Linked DNA regions of Mus musculus: regions 1 and 2 are each linked to region 3. Evidence: chromatin contacts called from public Micro-C and promoter capture Hi-C data. All regions are on one chromosome and are shown on one strand. The core of a region is the stretch at or near the end of the contact, and the rest is flanking DNA. Distances in the headings are between cores, read along the strand shown.

Region 1 (2,700 bases), core at 175-2,674, 510 kb after region 3:
CTCTGCATGTAGAATAATGATGTGAGGTTAAGAAAATGGACTGTTTGGTTAAAAAAGGAGCAAGGTTTGCAGCTCACACAAGGTAGTCTTGTTTACCATTCTAAATACTTCAAAGCCACAGGGAAAGAAAATCAAGACCCGTACCCTGTACATCTTAGGGAAATATGGTACACTTCATGCGCCAAGTTAAGCAATAGGAACGTCTCTGGTTACACTTGGTGCTAGCCACCCAAGGTGTCTTTCTTCCCTTGGCAGCATGAGCTTGGCAGAACACTGAGAACTGGAGGCTGAGAAATAAAAACTGTGGTCTTCCCACTCACAGAAGAGGGTTCTCAGGCATCGTTGCTAGCACAGTGTTGTTGAAAGGGCCTGTGTATAAGTCAGGCACACACGGTAAGTGGGCTGAGGAGACTTGCAGAGTCTGTAAGAGTGTGTGATGAGCAGTGTACAAGAGTGCCTTTGGGTTATTGTGTGAGGGGACGCACAGTCTGTAATTTGACTTGTTTGGGTCTTTTTGATATTAGATATTGTACTTTAATAAAGCCTGCTGCAAGCTCTTTTTCTTTCCTATCAGAGTTTCCCGAATTTCGAGAGGGATAATTGAGGCTTTGTAGCATGAATGCTTAAGATTCCTTCATATTTCACAGTCAGAAACGAGTGAGACAGTTGTTTATTGGCATTTGATTACAGGAACATGAGCTCAGTTCTCCTGTTTTTCTAACCACAGATGCGTTTCCACCCTCACCGTGTCTAAATCAAGACCAGAAATACAGATAGACTGAGTTATACACGTCTTTAGGCTCCCAGACCTCTTCTTCCTAGAGCCAGAATCCATCTAGAGCTGTAGATTAAGCAATGAAAGACTGAGGTATTTTAATCTCATGATCTTACTGAGGATCCTAATAACACTTTCCTAATCCTAGGCCAACAAAGGAGAAACGTCAGACTTAGCCATCAAACCTTCAGTTTCTTTAAATCTAGTCCCAGATAATCCACACCAGAATGGCCCAAGAGATGATGAAAAGTAGGTAAAGGAGCGGGCCTCCAAGCCTGCCCACCAGATGTGTTTCTTCAGAGCCCATTAGGGACAAGAGAGAACCTTTTCAGAAAGGAGGAAAGGAGAGAAAGAGAGAGAGAGAGAGAGAGAGAGAGAGAGAGAGAGAGAGAGAGAGAGGAGAGAGAGAGAGAGAGAGAGAGAGAGAGAGAGAGAGAGAGAGAGAGAGAGAGAGAGAGAGAGAGAGAGAGAGAGAGAGAGAGAAGAGGAGAGGAGAGAGAGAGACTTTTTTTGACCCCCTAAAGATGCCTTACGCGCGCGCACCTGCGCAAAATAAAGTTGGTTCGTTTTAAACTACATGCCCCAAGATGCAATTGCAATTTTCTTAAAGACTACTATTCCCGACATGCACTGCAGTCAGGGTTAGAGAAGGAAAAGACCAGCAAACTCAACTGGAAAGTTTGCTTCTCAGTTACCTCGGATAAAGGAAAAATTTTAAAAAGGCATCGGAGCATTTTCCCCGACCCCAGGAGTGGTCAACTGTTTAAATCCAGGCAATAAAGGGGAGGAGTTAGTCTGAGTTCCTCCCCTTCTCCCGGGAACTTTATCTTTCCAAACGTGATCCAGGCTAGAGTTTGAACAGCAAGGAGAAGCTGCACACCCTGAACTTTCCCAATGGTTTCGGTGACCAGAACCGTGTTTGGAGAGCTGCCCTCGGGGGGAGGGACAGTGGAGAAATTCCAGCTTCGGTCAGACCAGCTGAGTGTGGACATCATCTCATGGGGCTGCACGATCACTGCTCTGCAGGTCAAAGACAGGCAGGGGAAAGCCTCAGACGTGGTGCTTGGCTTTGCGGAATTGGAAGGTGGGTCGCGTCCTGCCCAGGACTGCTAAACGGTTTGGCCTGTCAAACAGGCCCGCACACACTCCTGATCCTGTGTACACTGGGTTCTTCCAGTCACTCACGGGACCTGACTGAGGTCCCCAAGCTTGGAGCAGTCTTACTTGGAAGCGCGTGAACGGGCTCATGTAAGCCACTTAACAGGATTTTGAGGTTGGAAAAAAAAACCGGATCTAATCCAAATAGCTGTAGGACTTGGCCCCCCTTAGTCAGACTTTGTCACTGTTCACGAGGAAGTCAGCTGAGAAAGACCAACTCCCTGGAATGAGCTTAGAACTGTGGGGCACAGGGCGGTTTGCATGTATTCCTCGCTTGTGGTTTTCTGAGGAATGAAAATCAAAGACGGACGGGCGCCTGCTACTATCTCCCTTCTTTCTCTTGTCAAATCTTCTCTGAGGGCTCCTTGAGCAGAAATGCTTTAGAATTTAGGACTGATGTAAACCCATCAGATTGCTTGGCTGTTGTGGTCAATGTAGGTAGGGCACAATGTCCTTCATCTGCTCAGAAACATGTTCTCAATGAAAGGGGTAGAAATAAGGCCTCCTAAGACGTGGACATAGTCATCAGGATCAGCTGCGCAATTCGCAGCATGTCTTTTTGTTTTTGTTTGTCTGTTTTGTTTGTGTTTGTGGGGTTTTTTTGTTTTGTTTTGTTTTGTTTTGTTTTAAATGGACAGGGCCTCGTTCTGCCTAAGCTGTCCTGGAGCAAGAGCCAGCCGTTTCATCTTGATCCACGCATAGGTTTTATCTTAATTTATGCATTTACAGCTCTGTTAATGCAGTGGACTCAACAAGATAGACAAAGG
Region 2 (2,700 bases), core at 151-2,650, 560 kb before region 3:
CTGTGTGTCTTTGTCTTTGTTCTGATTTTTCTAGGAATTCCGTGTAGCTGGGAGCTGACTTGGGGCAGAAGAAACTCATATCCTCACTGTGGAAGAAGAAACCACTTTCACAATTTAGGCCAGAAACCTATGAACTAAATATACCCTTTCCCCGGTTTTTCTTTTCTGCAGTGCTGAGAATTGAAACCGAGGTTTAAAGTACCCTACCACTGAACTACCCTGTCAGCTCTGATTGCCCCCCACCCCCCACTTCTCCTGCAGTCCTGAGGACTATACACATGTGCTTTACATGAGACCCAGATCTAGTCAGCTTATTTGCTTGTTTTTATTTGTAAGATGGGATTATCTAGATAATAATGATTTATGATGCAAAAAAAAACCCCACAAAACTCCAAAAACCAAAAAACCTAGCCCCTAGGGTTGCCTGCAGGAGATGGTTTTTAGTATTACCCTCTCCATATCATAATCCAAGGACATGCACTGTATCCCTTATATAGAAATGCCATAAATTTACATATAAAATGAACATCTTCCCATAGACTTTAAATCATTCCTAATTTGCTTATAATGTTTGATGACATGCAATAAGTATTACATTCTTTAAAGAATATGGTGTGTGGGTGTGGATGTTCGTGTACAGCACTGATACAAACCCCGTTGCTTTTGATTTGTGGTTGGTTGACTGCCCAGTGAAAAGGCTGGTGGAAGAAGAGGACTCCCTAAAATTTTACTTGGGCTTTTCCTTTTAGAGACAGTCATAAGAAATAATTACTTTTGGGACAACTGTAATATTTTAAATCTCACATATTTCAGTAATTATTTCAACCTTACCTGTCAGTTTGGGCATACAGTGGGCTGTCTCTTAAAGGAAAGATAACTATTTTCGAGAAAAGGGACACAAGATAAAAATGGTAGCTTCTAGAGTGGCGGTTCTCAACCTGCGGATCTAACAACCCTCTCGCAGGGGTCACAGATCAGATAGATAGCCTGCATATCAGATAGTCACATTACAATTCATAGCAGTAGTAAAAACTGCAATTATGAAGTAGCAACGAAAATAATTGTATGGTTGAGGATCACCACAACATGAGGAATTGTATTAAAGGGTCTGAGCATTAGGGAGGCTGAGAACCACTGTTCTAGAGCGAACACTTTTCCCAGAACCTTCCAGTCCAGCGCCCCCTTCCTCTAGGTCTCAGACCACCTAGAACCTGGGACGGTGCCTTGTACAGAGCATTGCACAAATATTGATTTTGTCTGAGTGTCATGGTGAATAGGTGCAGAAAACCACTTATAGCCCCCAGGGCCTGGTAAACTCTTTTCGTATCTATGGACTACAGGAAGGCTTTTCCTTGTCCTTCCTTCCTTCCTTCCTTCCTTCCTTCCTTCCTTCCTTCCTTCCTTCCTTCCTTCCTTCCTTCCTTCCTTCCTTCCTTCCTTCTTTCCTCCCTCTCTCTCCCTCCCTCCCTCCCTTCCTTTTTTCCCTCCATCCTTTCTAAAATAAGGAAGTGTTTTCTTTGTCCCTTGGATTCCAAAGCTCCTGTCACCCAGGGAAGCTCAGTCCCCTGGCTTCCAGGCTTCTGGGAGAGGACTGCTGGTTTGTGCTTGCGCTGCACAGCGGGAGGCCACAGGAGGCGACTGGGAGGCAGACACAATCAATCCAGGGGTGGAGAAGGGAGAAGGCAGGGCGACCGGCGCGCGTTCCCGGGCTCGTGACCGCTGGCGGCCCCGGGAATCCACGCCCACACACTCTTGCAGAGATGGCAGGCAGCGAAGACAAGCTCGTCGTGGGCACTCTCCACCTGCTGCTACTGCAGGCGACCGTCCTGTCTCTGACAGCTGGGAATCTGAGTCTGGTCTCCGCTGCCTGGACGCAGGAGAAGGTGAGGGGCCACTGCTGCGTTCTGAACTTGAGTGGCGTTGGAGGGTGCCAGGACCTGGGACTCGGCCACCTTCTCTTGGACTAGCGGGAGGCGGGTCAGGGATGCTGTCCCCCTGCTCAGGCACCAAGTCCTCACCCAACTCCTGGGAACCAGTGCTCTCTCTCCCAAGTCTGGGCGCCAGGGCTGGTCTCGGGGCTGCGCTAGTGTCGCCTGGGGGCTGAGTGATGTCACCCGCCTCCCTTTGGCTGCGCTCTGATGGGGGGTGGTGGTGCTGCTGATAGGCACAGGAAGTATGTCTCGCTGGCTGTGCAAGAACAGGGACATGGGGGCGCCACTGCCCAATCGCGACCCGCGAGCTCCGCGCTCCCCGCGCTTGCTCCTGGATGCCTAGACCGCGCGTCTAGGGGTGTCCCCATGGATGCCCAACTACAGCATTCAAGGATGCTACATGGGGATTGAGTTTCCTGGTGGACTCAGCGCCAGCATATTGTTAAATATTTAAAAGAGACGCACGCTGTTTTCAGATAAATGAATTCAGTTGTGGAAATCTCATTTAAGGAATTCAGAATAAAAATGATTTGCCAAGTCGCTTTGTGTGAAGAAAATAGATTCACAATTACTTCCTTTTCTTGTGCAACAGTTTTGAAATCATGAAATTGCTACGAGCTGTGCAAACGATGACGGTTTGGGAATAAAATGGCATGTCTTTAAAGAAACTAGGAAAAGCATCAGTCTAGGGATAGAACCTTGCGCGCGACATTACTAAACAAGTACTTTAAGTGCTTTTAGCGTTTCTGCACGTCCAACATGCTCATTC
Region 3 (2,700 bases), core at 17-2,516:
CATGTGGTTGCTGGGATTTGAACTTCGGACCTTCGGAAGAGCAGTCGAGTGCTCTTACCTGCTGAGCCATCTCACCAGCCCTCGTGCATAAACTTTTAAAGCACAAATGAACCCCGAGGGACAAGGAATGTGTCCAATAGCTTCTCAAGGGAAAGAGATCAAGGTTGGTGGATTTACCAAGACTAGTATAACCCAGTATGAAAGGAACACCATGTAAGAAGAGATGCCGGGTGGTTTGTTTACAGAGGAGAATGACTAGAGACCGGTCCTGTGAGGGTGTGCTGGGCCATGTCTCCAGCTCCAGCATGCTGTGCTTTTAGTAAAATGGCAGAAGCTAGGTTGTAATAAACTTGATTTCACACTAGGAAGTAAAAATTCTATAATGTGAAATTGTTTTCTTCAATTTCCTTCAGTAAAGAATAGTATATTGTACAATCAATCAACCCTGATTCTTTTTACAGCGGTTTGGTTCTTATGTTTTTGATAAACAGGGGTGCATCCATTTTTAATTCTATTCAGTTCATTGATGGGAACTTTAGTAATTAAGACTGTTCTCAGCCGGGCAGTGGTGACGCACGCCTTTAGTCCCAGCACTTGGGAGGCAGAGGCAGGCGGATTTCTGAGTTCCAGGCCAGCCTTGTCTACAGAGTGAGTTCCAGGACAACCAGGGCTATATAGAGAAACCCTATATTGACCCTCCCCCCAAAAGACTGTTCTCATCAAGTCAAAAGTTTAAGTCAACCATGCTCCAAGTGAGAGCTTTACAGAGGGGCATTTAAGCAGTTTTTTAAAAGTTTGACAGAATTATCATTACACAATCTGCAGAGCGTGATGCTGTGCAAACCTTCAACACCAGCCACCTGAATCCAAGAAGACTGGTTTTGAACTGAAAGCAACTCAAAACAGCAGGGGACAAAGAGGCTGGGAATTTGGTTCATAGAACATCAAAGTGAGTTGAAGTCAGGAAAACCAGATGATGGTGCAAGAAGTCTGCGTTTGACTGAAGGAAGGTTAAAAGTTGTGCCGTGGGGGTGGAGGTGAGCTAAGGGCGGGGAGGCCTTGGAAGCCATCGGTGGCAGGGATGGCCCAGTGGATGCGCCGGGTGGAGGGGGGCAGTTGCCTCCGAGGCGGCCTGCGGGGCGCTCTGCGGGGCTCAGCTTTCCGGGTCGAGAGAAGCAGGCCCGGAGCCCGGGGCTGAGCAGTGCTGGCGGCCGGAGGAGGCGGGAGCCCCGGGCCGCTAGCGGCTCCTCCCCCGGCGCCTCCGTTATCTGGGTCAGACACGAAGGCCACCACGCAGGACCTTGGGACCCGCAGGCTGCACAGGGTTCCACTCGGCCATCCTCTCCTGGCTCGCCCGCTCGCCCGCGGGTCCCGGTTCCCTGGCTCCAGCCCCAGAGAAGCCTGCGCAACGACTCCGGGTGCGTACCTAGCCAGGGAAGGGGTACCTGGGCGGGCTGGGCTCGGCAGCCCGGGTCCGACGGGCGGTGGGGCGTGTGGAAGAAGGCGGCGGCACTTCCGGCGGCTGCTCCACTTCCGGGTCGCGGCCTGCCGCCTGGTGACCTGGGGCTGCGGGCACTCCTGGCACCATCCTAGAGGAGCCTGCGCCCTGGAGAGGTGGCTTCCTGACCCCCGAGCCCAGGCGACCACCGGAGGCGGGCACCGCGCCTCTGCTCCTGCCTCAGGCTCGCGCCAACCTTGTTCTCTTTGCGTGCCCCCCAACTAAAAAAGAAAAAAATTTTGATTGTCTGCCCTTTTTTATACAAACATGGAAACTAGACTAACAGCACTACTACTAACATTTGCAAATAAGTTGAATACTAAAAGGCTCCAAATTTAAATTATAGATGAGGAAATGCATGAAAGTCTGATGGAGTGTTAGAATTCAATGGTAAAGTACTTGCATCGCTGAATACATGATAGCCCCAAGAACTCCGTCCGAATGTTGCCTTCCGAAGCTTGAAACTTAAAGCTGATTTGTAAGGCATGTTGCTTGACCCTCTTGGTCGTTTTCGTTCCTCTTGTTTATGGGTTCGAGCTCTTTATGCCTTCCCCTTATCCCAAGGACCAGCTGATGAATTCGTATGAATGTTTCTTAGGAGCTCGTTCTAAACATTCAAGTTACTTTAAGAACATTAATGTCTAGAGGTAAAACTAAGACATGAACGCAATGTTTTCTTTTAAAAGCATTGTGTGTCCTAGTTCCCTTGGAAGTCAACATTTCATTGTTTCACTAGGTGACTCGCTGCTAATAACCTTTGGTTGTGTACTGTATTAATTTTAGGTCATTTATGCAAACATAATAGCTATCCTTTTTCATCGTAAGTGATTTATAACTGGAAGTTTGTAAACTAATAATGTTTTGCTTCCAAAATGCAAACTTGCATCTTAAAATGAGTTGTAAAGTCTGCTCAATAAATTTTAGTTGCCTTATCTGTACTCAGGACAAGAGTATACTACTATAGTCAAGAGTCTAAAAACAATTTAAGTAATTTTATACAACCTTTTAAAGTACACCGTAGGCAAGCAGATTCTGATTTCCAACTTTTATAGTTTTCCTTGTTCATCCGTGTCATATTTCCGATTATTGACACAAAAGCACACTCCAAGTTACTTCTTGTTTGTGCCTTACTATTTTTATTCAGGGTTTTCAAGTCACTGACATAGAAGCACATAGAAGCATAAATTCACACACTCTGACCT

Evidence for each region. Promoter capture Hi-C pulls out the DNA fragments that hold promoters and counts their contacts. A called contact is a pair of places that touch in the nucleus more often than the background predicts.
Region 1: a promoter capture Hi-C map of the HPC-7 cell line shows a contact between it and region 3. The contact joins the promoter of Galm here to the promoter of Rmdn2 in region 3. A contact is called at or near these places in 6 of 39 promoter capture datasets (the C10 cell line, the HPC-7 cell line, cranial neural crest and 3 more), 1 of 484 Hi-C or Micro-C datasets (liver) and 1 of 9 other capture datasets (adipose tissue).
Region 2: a contact with region 3 is called in a Micro-C map of embryonic stem cells, with 4 times the contacts expected there. The contact joins the promoter of Qpct here to the promoter of Rmdn2 in region 3. A contact is called at or near these places in 6 of 39 promoter capture datasets (the HPC-7 cell line, cranial neural crest, embryonic stem cells and 3 more), 2 of 484 Hi-C or Micro-C datasets (bone marrow-derived macrophages and embryonic stem cells), 2 of 115 datasets of contacts at active chromatin or transcription factors (embryonic basal ganglia and embryonic stem cells) and 3 of 9 other capture datasets (adipose tissue, embryonic stem cells and liver).

Annotation. Positions count from the first base shown.
Region 1 is chr17:80,126,047-80,128,746 of GRCm38.p6, forward strand. It overlaps Galm (galactose mutarotase), which reads left to right and starts at 1,425. Exons shown (of 7, transcript NM_176963.4): 1 at 1,425-1,859. The coding sequence starts at 1,670.
Region 2 is chr17:79,050,506-79,053,205 of GRCm38.p6, forward strand. Qpct (glutaminyl-peptide cyclotransferase (glutaminyl cyclase)) reads left to right here and starts at 1,401. Exons shown (of 7, transcript NM_027455.3): 1 at 1,401-1,883. The coding sequence starts at 1,761.
Region 3 is chr17:79,613,951-79,616,650 of GRCm38.p6, forward strand. It overlaps Rmdn2 (regulator of microtubule dynamics 2), which reads left to right and starts at 1,267. Exons shown (of 11, transcript NM_001368314.1): 1 at 1,267-1,418.